2 separate regions of the Mus musculus genome follow, and region 1 is linked to region 2. A link is a contact called in public Hi-C data. All regions are on one chromosome and are shown on one strand. Each heading gives the region's core, a stretch centred on a gene start, on an enhancer-like site or on the middle of the called end of the contact. The rest is flanking DNA. Distances are from core to core; before and after follow the strand shown.

Region 1 (5,183 bases), core at 1,044-3,543, 210 kb after region 2:
AAATTAGTTCGGAGGGATCCACCACTGAATTATTGTGGATTCTAAGACGCTCTCTTAGTGCCGGAAGCTGTATGAACATAATCAGTTGGTATATGCCTTGTTTCTGTCACCCTTCTGAATGCTACTACCCTCAGATTGGAACTTCATTAATTGACTTTTCTGGTAGGTTGCTCATTCCAAGTCTGTCACAGTCATCAATTCTATACCCTATAGCATTAAGACATTCTTTACCCAGAGTATCTCCTACTTTGCATTTAAGGATCTCTATGGGAGAGGGAGAGGGAAGGGAGAGGGAGAGAGGGAGGGAGGGAGAGAGGGAGAGAGGGAGAGAGGTAGGGAGGGAGAGAGAGAGAGAGAGAGAGAGAGAGAGAGAGAGAGAGAGAGAGAGAGCAGACCTGCTTGACAACTGAAAAGGCCCCTTGAAGCCAAGTGCTAATCACCTTCCTCTTAATCAGCAAAGACAGTCTTTCTTACATCTGTGGTCCTTAAAACTAACACATCCATCTACGAGGAAACGCCTTAGATCCATGAGCGCACAGAAAACGGAGCACAGAAGGCGATCCTCAGAGTCTGCTGCTCTTGCCAGTATCCCAAAACTACCTCTCAGGGGCCTCCTCCAGCCACTGCCGAGGGAGAACAGCCAGAAAGCTTCTTGCAGGGTGAGACTCAGAATTTAGGAAGAATCTGTCACCAGCAGAGACCTCCTTGAACGCTGTTTCATTGTTCTGTGAAGAAAACAATTGAAGTTCAGATCCATCCCGAAGCTAACAGTTAGCTAGGACAAGACTGTGTGTGCACCATAAGCTCCGAGTTCCGAGTTGTGTTGTACTTCGATAAAATACTAACTGGATATCCAAATAGAGACACGAGGCCACACAATTGTTAGTTAACCATTTCTCCATTATTTATCCATCAAGAATAACTTCTCTTTCAAAGATGGTTTAGCAAGCCCCGCATTTGAATATGAGTGCTCTAGTGGGCCTTTTTACTGACTAAAATCCATGTATCCAGGCTTCAGAAGTGACCCTGCTCATGCTCCCTCCCTAGTGGGGAAGAGTCCTCGCGTCACTTGCCTCACAGTTGGGGCATTTGGGGCACACTGAGGATCCTGCTTAAACTAGTACCTTTTGGGAGTGGCCCCTGCAGAACAGAATGTGTCTTCTGCCAGCACAGTCTTCTCACAGTCCTTTGGTTGGCTTGCTTTTGTCCATTCCAACAGAAAGCTGGGGTCTTACCCACAGATTTGATAACTGAAAAGGCCCCTTGAAGCCAAGTGCTAACTACCTTCTTCTTATCAGCAAAGGCAGTCTTGATTTTCAGGTTTTCCCTATGAATGAAATAATAATTGTCAATAAATGTGGAATGTTCTAGAATGATGAAAGTTGAAAGAAAGAAAGGAGTGTGTGTGTGTGTGTGTGTGTGTGTGTGTGTGTGTGTGTTTTCATGCATTGTTGGGGCAATTTCTCTAAAATTATAGGAAGAAACATTCAGAAATTACCTGATAGGCTACCGATCATGGGACAAGGTAATGTTTTGCTGACCAGGTGTGGTTTCTGGAAGCTAGAAGCAGGATAGAGTCTCCTTACAGCATTCAGAATACAGAAGTGACAGCCGGATGGTGGTGGCGGCAGCGGCGCACACCTTTAATCCCAGCACTTGGGAGGCAGAGGCAGGAGGATTTCTGAGTTCAAGGCCAGCCTGGTCTACAGAGTGAGTTCCAGGACAGCCAGAGTTACACAGAGAAACCCTGTCTCGAAAAACCAAAAAGAAAAAAGAAAAAAAGAAAAGAAAAGAATACAGAAGTGAGAGAAGTGAGCAGCCTTTTGGGAGCAGAAGAAGACAGTGCCTTGCTGCAGGGATGCTTGATCACGGGAGTTTTTCATTCAGATGCGTGCTCCTGTACAGTGATGTTCTCACCTTCAGATCTTTTCTACTGTGTAGCTTCATTTGGGCCTCACATAATCATACTGCCGAGGATGTAGCTTTGTAAACCCAGATTAGCAGGAGAATAGAAAAGATCAGGACAAACCTTGTTTTTTTCCAGCTGTGGGATAGCCTCTGAGTCTGGTTTTGATTAAGACGACCCGTTTTCTAGGAATTGTGGTTTCTGTCAAATGCAGGCGGAAAGTACTGATTGGAGTTCTGGCTGAAGTTCTGATTTGCTCTTAGAAAACCCGTAGGAATAGCCTTTGATATTGTCTGTGCATTAACACATCAGAGCAGCTCAGTGAGGGTTCATGTATGTTGCATGTCCATGACGGCCCATTACACCAACACAGGGGCATGAGCCATGTGTGTGCGAATAACTGTAGTGTATTTGCATTTTAGGCTGTCTTTTCCGAATACTGTGAGTTAACCCCAAGCTTTTGTGTTTCCATTAAACAGAGTTTTCTTTGTGGGCAGCATGGGATTTTTTTGATTTCTCTTCTGGGTCTTAATGGCAACTTTATACCCTTTGGAAATATGAAGGCTTTGATTTTGGCTTTTTTTTTAAGTAGCTAATGAATATTGCTAATTGTGTAACAACATTTCTCTTACAGCATGACCAGCAAAAAAGGTTTGGTAGACACGAACTGATTTCTCCCACAGTTTGTTTTTCCAGGTTGGTCACAGCATCCGCTCTCTGCCAGCCCTCTCTAATTTTGTATTTGATCTTGTAGATACGGTCCCAGAACTCCTGTGTCAGATGACGCAGAGTAAGTGGCATCTATCGTGTTCATAGGATCACATTAATCACTAGCCTAAACTGCATGCTTCCTGTACTTACCACTAATTGGCATGCAACGGAGGCTGCAGAGAGCTGCACAGTCAGCCCAGTGCACAGACGAGCACCGGGGTGCCACCGGGGTCGTGTGTTCTGTGCAGGGGAAGTGATGGAGACAGCAACTTAAGCATGATGCTAATGTGTGGCTAATGCTGCAGCTTTGCCGCTCATTTCCCACTGCCTGGCATGCTCAAGCCGCTCTTATGACTTGGACATTGGTACCCTTCCTGAACCATTGAATTAGGGAAGGGGGTGTCATGAGGTTTGCAGTTTAACTCCCAATGCACAGGGGCTTAGCCTAAACAAAGAAGTAGTCATTCTTACAGTCACTTTTTTCCCCAAAACTAAAAAAAAAAAAAAAAAAAAAAAACCAACCAAATCCTAAACCACTAATTATAGATTCAGAAGCCCAAGTCTCTACCAGGTTGGAGTTGTATAAACTGTGGGATGTTTAAGACCCAAACATTGGGGTTTTGTTCAAGTTCTGTGGCATAGCAAGGGGTCAAGGGTATAAAACAAGAACCCGGGTTCCTCTGCCTACCGCTTGCTTTTCTTCTGGAACAGAGGTCTCTTCCCTACCCTGCACCTCACATCCCAGGTTGAGAAAAATCGTATTCACCCCATCTGTGACCTTACAAACTCTGTCCCAAAGTTGGCTTTCCTGTAAGCAGAACCTTGTGCCCTTGATGTACAAGGCCGAAGGTTTTTCAGGATGATCTTCTTGGGTGTGGTGATTGGTCTTCTGAGGAAAAGGATTTAATATTTCATTCCAACACGAGTTGCACAAAAGTGTCCACGTGGCCTGACAGAGACCTGGCCATCAGCAGAACGATGGATGTTGCTTGCTCTCCTGACCCAAGTTCCACAGCAAATCAGGGCGTAGAACCCACAGATGTCAATTCTACTGATGACAACCATAATGGTATTTAGGCAGAGATGGGGGCTTTAGACAACTCTTTTCCCATCATGCTTTTCCCTGTGTTTGTGTTGAGGAGTCTTAACCCTGAGCGCTCACATTCCATTGCCAAGTTCCAATGGGCAGTCTAGAATTATGTAGTTCTCTAGGAGACAGAACCTCCGTGTCCCCAAAATGCAACTCAGCCTGTGCCTGACTGACTGCAATGAGTTAAGCCAACAGTAAAACTGAGACCTGGGTATGACTCTTAAATCCTTCAGCGGCAATATTTCACATCGCTGACAGGAGGAGGCATGCGATTGAGAGGCCAAGCCCTACTCTGATCTGATGAGCAGCAACATTGTGAAGGATGGATTTATTCCCCCCAGACGTGCGGCTGCAGGACAGTTTGCTCAGAGTGGATCTTGGGGAAGGAAACTACATTCAGAAGATTGTAGACCTTGCCTAAGCTTGCCTTAGAAACCCCAGGCACAGAAAAAGTTAGGAACTGTTTAAAGGGGTGGGGCTTGGCACCCCCTTCTCTGCTGTTTATCCCTGTGGACCAGTAAGAACTCAAGGAACTTGTTGTCTAGAGGTTTTATTTGAGAATATACAAGAGCGCCAAATGATCACTTACAGAGGGTGCTGTTGACACGAGTCATGGGGAGAACAAAATCACAAGGCGATGCTAAGAGTTAATTTTTAAAATAGAATTGGATACTACTGTCTTGTAGTTTCTTTCCCCTCTCCCTTTCCCAACAATCTTTAAAGGCAATTACTGGCATAAACTACACTAATTAATTGACATACAAGATATAGCCCAATCAAAAGACAAAGTGTCCTGATTAAATATGTCAGGGTAAACTTACCATAGACATAGTGAAATCTCCACCTTCTGGCCAGGCAGGATCTCTCTGTCATTCCATGTTCTCACATTCTCCTCAATGGCGCATTGCTCCTCTCCCAACAGGACTCTGCCGGAGGGCCTGCATCTTGGGAATGTCAGGGAACATTTTATTCAGAGTTTTCTTACTTCAAATTGGACTTTTTCGGATTCTTTTATGCAAACAATTGATATTTCTTTAAAAAAATACAAAAAGCCTGGGTTAGGGAGATAGTTCTTCCTGATATAGGAGAGTCCCACTTAATTATCTGGCCTTTGGCCACATTTGGGCTACGCTAAGTTGGAGCTTCACAGTGGGAATGGAGATGGTAAGACTGTGAGGACCTCACTCAGTGACTGGCTGGGGAAGGAACTGAATCCCGTCCTCGGAGGAAGCCAGCTCTTTCCTTCTCACCCCTGCAGAAACCAATGCTCTATGGCCATCTACTTTGGTCAACCTGGAATTCTGCCCTTTGGAACACAGGCAGCAAAGGCAGGGGCCTCCTCTCTCCCCACAATTTGTCTACTGGTCTGTAAGACGTGCAGCTCAGAGACGTTTATTCCTCTGAAAGCCTTAGTAGAGAAATTGTAATTTGCCTCAAAGTAACTGGCTATATTATTATTTTAAAGGTAAGACCCGT
Region 2 (4,531 bases), core at 1,801-4,300:
TCTGTGGTAAAGATTCAAGTGAACTGATGTGGTCATGTATTCAGTGCAAGATTCCAACAAGGGCGTGGGTTTAGGTTCCAAAGAAAGGCATCCCCCGAGAGTTACTGTTCTTCAGAAAGAGTGATTACAAGTTGGTGACATTTGTTCACAAGTTAGGGACATTCTTGGCCATTTGAAAGCATGGCTGGGTGTGATCTCTATGCTCCTGTGCTACCGTGACTACCATTGCTGGGTCTTCTCAGGATCTCAGGTACTGACTGATGCAGCATCAGGTGCCTGGTGGCTTCAGTTTCCATAGGGAGGCCAGCTTCATTTTCATGGGAATGTGTCTCCTTCCAATGTCCTAATTCTTAGTAAACTGTGACTGGTCCTGGTCTTCCTGGTTCTCATTATGGTATTGCTCACTAAGGAGAACTGGCTGGCTGAGCCAAGGGTCTAGACTGTTGGACTATTTAAAGCTGATTCATCCTACTTTCCCAGGTTCATGATTTTAAACTCTGGTTAACAGTATTTTGACTTTTGAAAGTTGGTCACTCAATGGTTCTACTAACTGGTGAATCTAACTGGACTTGATTTTTTTGTTTTTGTTTTGTTTTGAGACAGGCTTTCTGGGTAGTCTGGGTTGTTCTGGAGCTCTCTATGTAGACAAGGATGGCCTTGAACTCAGAGTTCCTCCTCTGTCTGCCTCCTGAGTGCTGAGACTAAAGATGTGGTTCATTGTGCTGGCCGATTTTGCATCATTTTATAAAATGTCCTATAAACTAGTAGGTACTAACAATGTTCTTGGTCTTTTGCTAGTTTAGTTAAATATAAATGACTGGTCTTATATACTTTATTTTTTAAAAATATGTGTCTTTATGTGCATGAATACATGTGTATGTAGATATGTGTGTGTACTGTACACTCCTGTGTGGAGGCCAAGAACCTCAGGTATCAGCTTCGGGAATACCTTTGAGGCTGCACCTCATTGTTCTGGAACTCACTAATTAGGAGAGCCTGGCTGTCATAGAATCCTAGGATCCTCTCCTTCTGCCTCTCCAGTGCTAGGATTATGAGCTTGTGCTACCACATCCTGCATTTCTCTGTGGGGTCTAGGGATTAATTCAGGCCTTATGCTTATAAAGGCAAGTGTTTCTCCAACTGAGCCAGCTCCCAGCCGCTTAATTCATATCTTATCTTGCTAAGCACCTTGCTCATAGTCAGAGGTCCAATGTCAGATTGAATGAATGTGGACAGAGTATCTGACATAGCTCTTAAGGAAGGCATTGAAGTGCCCAAGAGCATGCTGGGAAAGTAGAGAAGACCAGTGTTGGCGGAGATACAGGTAAGTAAAGGTTTTAGGAGTGAGACAGAGAAGGTTGAACAGAGATGCCTGGCTATGAGCAGCAATATGCTTAAGGCACATCTCTTAGAGTAGGCAACTCTGTTGGCAGAATCCGGGTAGGTGGATTTCTCTGACTATGAAAGTATGACATGACTCACGGAAAATGTGACTTACAACAAGTCACCCAGCCTCCATCATGGTCCCATATGAAGGACAAGAAGATGGAGACTACAGGAATCCAGAAACATGTTCAAAGTTCCACTGATGACTATATGAAAACATGCATGTCCCTATGTTTAAAATACCAGGTTTCCAGTACTCCTCCAGGGCAAAAAATAGGGCGATGAGGCTTAAAAGTCAACTGTGTTAGTTAGAGTTTCTATTGTTGTGACAAACACCATGACTGTGGCAACTTATGAACAAAAGTATTTAACTGGACTACCAGAGAGTAGAGTCCCAGATGGTGGAGCAAAGGGAAGGTGGCTGGAGCTCATGTCTTGATGTACCAGCAGGAGGCAGAGAGAGCTAACTGTGAAAGGGGTAAGCTTTGAGAACCTCAGAGCCTACCCCCAGCGACACACTTCTCATTCTTTGCAAAAATTCCATCGGCTGGGAACCTAAGTTTTCAGGTATGGGAGCCATTCTCATTCAAACCATACCAATGTGGATTGATTGCTGAGTGATTTGATGGAGTCGGAGAGAGCAGTCGCTTTCTCCTTCTGAGACAGAAACAGTTTCATCTTGCTTTGGCTCTTTAGAAAATGTCAACATCAGGCTGGACATTTAAGTAGAAGCGGCTTGTCTGAGGGTAAAGTTACAGGCAGATGGTTACTGGCGTCTAGTAACTATTGCCACAAAACCTCCTAAATTAGTCCCGAGGTTTCCTTCCCATAAGTTCTGGGGAAGAACAGCAATTTGCTTTGAGAATTAAGGCATTTTACTTTAGTTGTTGGAGTCAGTGACCCAGAATAATTTGTCTGAGTTTCCACCTTGATTAAAAGTATCTTAGAAAACGTGTTAGTGGTCCTGACTGGGTTACTACAAGGCTTATGGGTAGAGCAGTACGGCAGACAGTGTATTTGATTTTTTTGAGTCCGTATTAATTAAAATATATTTAGAAACTTGACTTGAAATTCTATGATGAGCTCTTTAATAATGAAGTGATGCTACAATTTGGCCTATTTTACATGCCAAATTGTAAAACATGTAGGTAATTATATTTGACCATGTGCAACTTGATTTGTTGACTTAATATGACTCATGAGCAGTGGAAGTCTGAGGTTTTCAGTTTTGAGTCAGTTCATTAGCCAGATATTCAGCCAGAAACATTTCTTGGGACTGTTCAGACCCCAGAGTATCAGGGCATTAGGATGTTCAGTAATTAAGTATCTCCATTGTGACATTCAAACTTGAACGATGTATTATTTCAATGAGTCACACAGTGACATTCCAGTGACAGTCAGTGTGATGCTTAATCTTCATTGTCAACTTGCCAGGCTTAACATGAACCAGGGGCACACGGGTTAGACATGTGTATGGGGTTGTTTCTGAGCAAGGGATACTGTCCTGGAGTGTAGGCAGCACTACCCCACAGTCAGTCCTGGGGTTGATTAAAAAGATAAAAGAGGTGAGCTGAGTACCACAATTCATTTTGGTCTCTTTCCTGACTATGGATGCATCGAGTGGCTGCCCCAAGTCCCGTACTCCTGCTGGCATGCGTTGCCTGCTCTAGGGGACTGGATCCTCTTAACTGTGAGCCAAAGGTCTCTTCCTTCCTGAAGTTGTTTTAGTCAGACCAGGGAGAAAAGGAACCATACAATCAAGGATAACTTGATACCAGGCAGTTTGATTGATTTGGTTAATCCTTAAAACATTTGGACATCCTTGATAATAAGTAAAATGTTGTCATGTGGGGCTGGAGCGATGGGTCAGTGACTAAGAGTGATCACTACTCTTAAAGAGGATCTTAGTTTTAATCCTAACTCCCACACTGGGCAGCTCACAACTGTCTATAACTCTAGCTCCATGGAATCTGGTATCCCCTTCAGGATGCCCCAGGAATCAGCACACGCATGCATAGATTTCCTCTGCCACATATACACAAAATACAAAAAATTAAAAAAAATATTTTAAAGACGTTGTACTCACACCTAAGTGCATCTACATTGAAGAAAAAACAATTTAATGGCTGTGAGACAGTTAGGTGCTTACTCTGAATTTGCATCAAGATGAACACATGGGTGGGTCCCACAAATGATGTCTTGATACAGTAAAACTGTATTCATCTTTTGGGAGTCCACTCCTAGTCCTTTTGCTCCAACAGTGGAAGCCAGCCTTACAGCTGCAGGGCAGTTTGGAACAATGTAAAAATTGCCCGATATTCTTATTCCAAGGGGAAAAAACCCCAACCACTAAATTAGTTTTCATCTCACAAGCCAGTTGAGTAATGAGAAACTTCCTTCCTCTTCTCCCTCCCACCACCCCATTTTATTAAAGTCTTTCTTCCAGATCCAATAAGTTTAATTTAAATTCCTTAAAAGCAAAAGGGAAGGGGGCTAGAGAGATGGCTCAGCAGTTAAGATCACTGACTGCTCTTTAAAAGGTTCTGTGTTCAAATCCCAGCAACCACATGGTGGCGCACAACCATCCGTAATGAGGTCTGATGCCCTCTTCTGGTGTGTCTGAAGACAGCTACAGTGTACTTAGATATAATAAAAAAATAAATCTTTAAAAAAAATCAAAAGGGAATTTTTTTCTTACTTTATTTGCCTTTGCATAGCTAAGCAAGATTGCTGATTTAGAAATTCCATTAAATGAGGTGCTAGGAGGACTTTATAACATATGATACCCCAAATCCTCTTATGTAAAGGGACCAACCCATGAGATTCAAGCTTTCAGGCTGAAAGTCAGGCCTGGCTTCATTGAGTAGCTCTAGAGGGCAAATACATTTCCATACTGTTGCCTTCCAGAAACAAGGGAGGCAGTGTCTCCAGACCCAGTTGATACCGGAGCTGGGTCCATGATTCCAAGGCCTATAGATTGCATCTTGCATTACATTGGATTCTTCACATTCTTCAGGATGGGTTTGTTTGGTGCCATTAAGGTTTCTGCTTGTCTCAGGTTACCTCTGCTCTTCCATTAAGGCCTGTGTGGCTGGTCTTGTAGGAAAGAGAGGTTTCTCCCTGCCCCCACTGGTGTTGATTTCAT

Evidence for each region. Hi-C and Micro-C count contacts between places; a contact is called where the count stands out from the background.
Region 1: a contact with region 2 is called in a Hi-C map of the N1E-115 cell line, with 4 times the contacts expected there. The contact joins two enhancer-like sites. A contact is called at or near these places in 17 of 39 promoter capture datasets (the 3T3-L1 cell line, 3T3-L1-derived adipocytes, the C10 cell line and 11 more), 8 of 484 Hi-C or Micro-C datasets (the C10 cell line, the N1E-115 cell line, bone marrow-derived macrophages and 5 more), 12 of 115 datasets of contacts at active chromatin or transcription factors (astrocytes, craniofacial prominence, embryonic basal ganglia and 8 more) and 2 of 9 other capture datasets (adipose tissue and pancreatic islet).

What each region holds. Positions count from the first base shown.
Region 1 is chr5:66,990,483-66,995,665 of GRCm38.p6, forward strand. Limch1 (LIM and calponin homology domains 1) reads left to right here. Exons shown (of 26, transcript NM_001001980.3): 9 at 2,661-2,696. Among named protein-coding and RNA genes, the nearest start is that of Gm33040, 6.4 kb to the right of the region's middle. Within about 2 kb of position 2,294, at least 3 of the 459 cell types and tissues checked have an H3K27ac peak or open chromatin away from gene starts, as enhancers often do. A contact at or near this core is called in the N1E-115 cell line, where this site is marked.
Region 2 is chr5:66,779,076-66,783,606 of GRCm38.p6, forward strand. The region is part of intron 1 of Limch1 (LIM and calponin homology domains 1); the gene reads left to right. Among named protein-coding and RNA genes, the nearest start is that of Limch1, 35 kb to the left of the region's middle. Within about 2 kb of position 3,051, at least 7 of the 459 cell types and tissues checked have an H3K27ac peak or open chromatin away from gene starts, as enhancers often do. A contact at or near this core is called in the N1E-115 cell line, where this site is marked.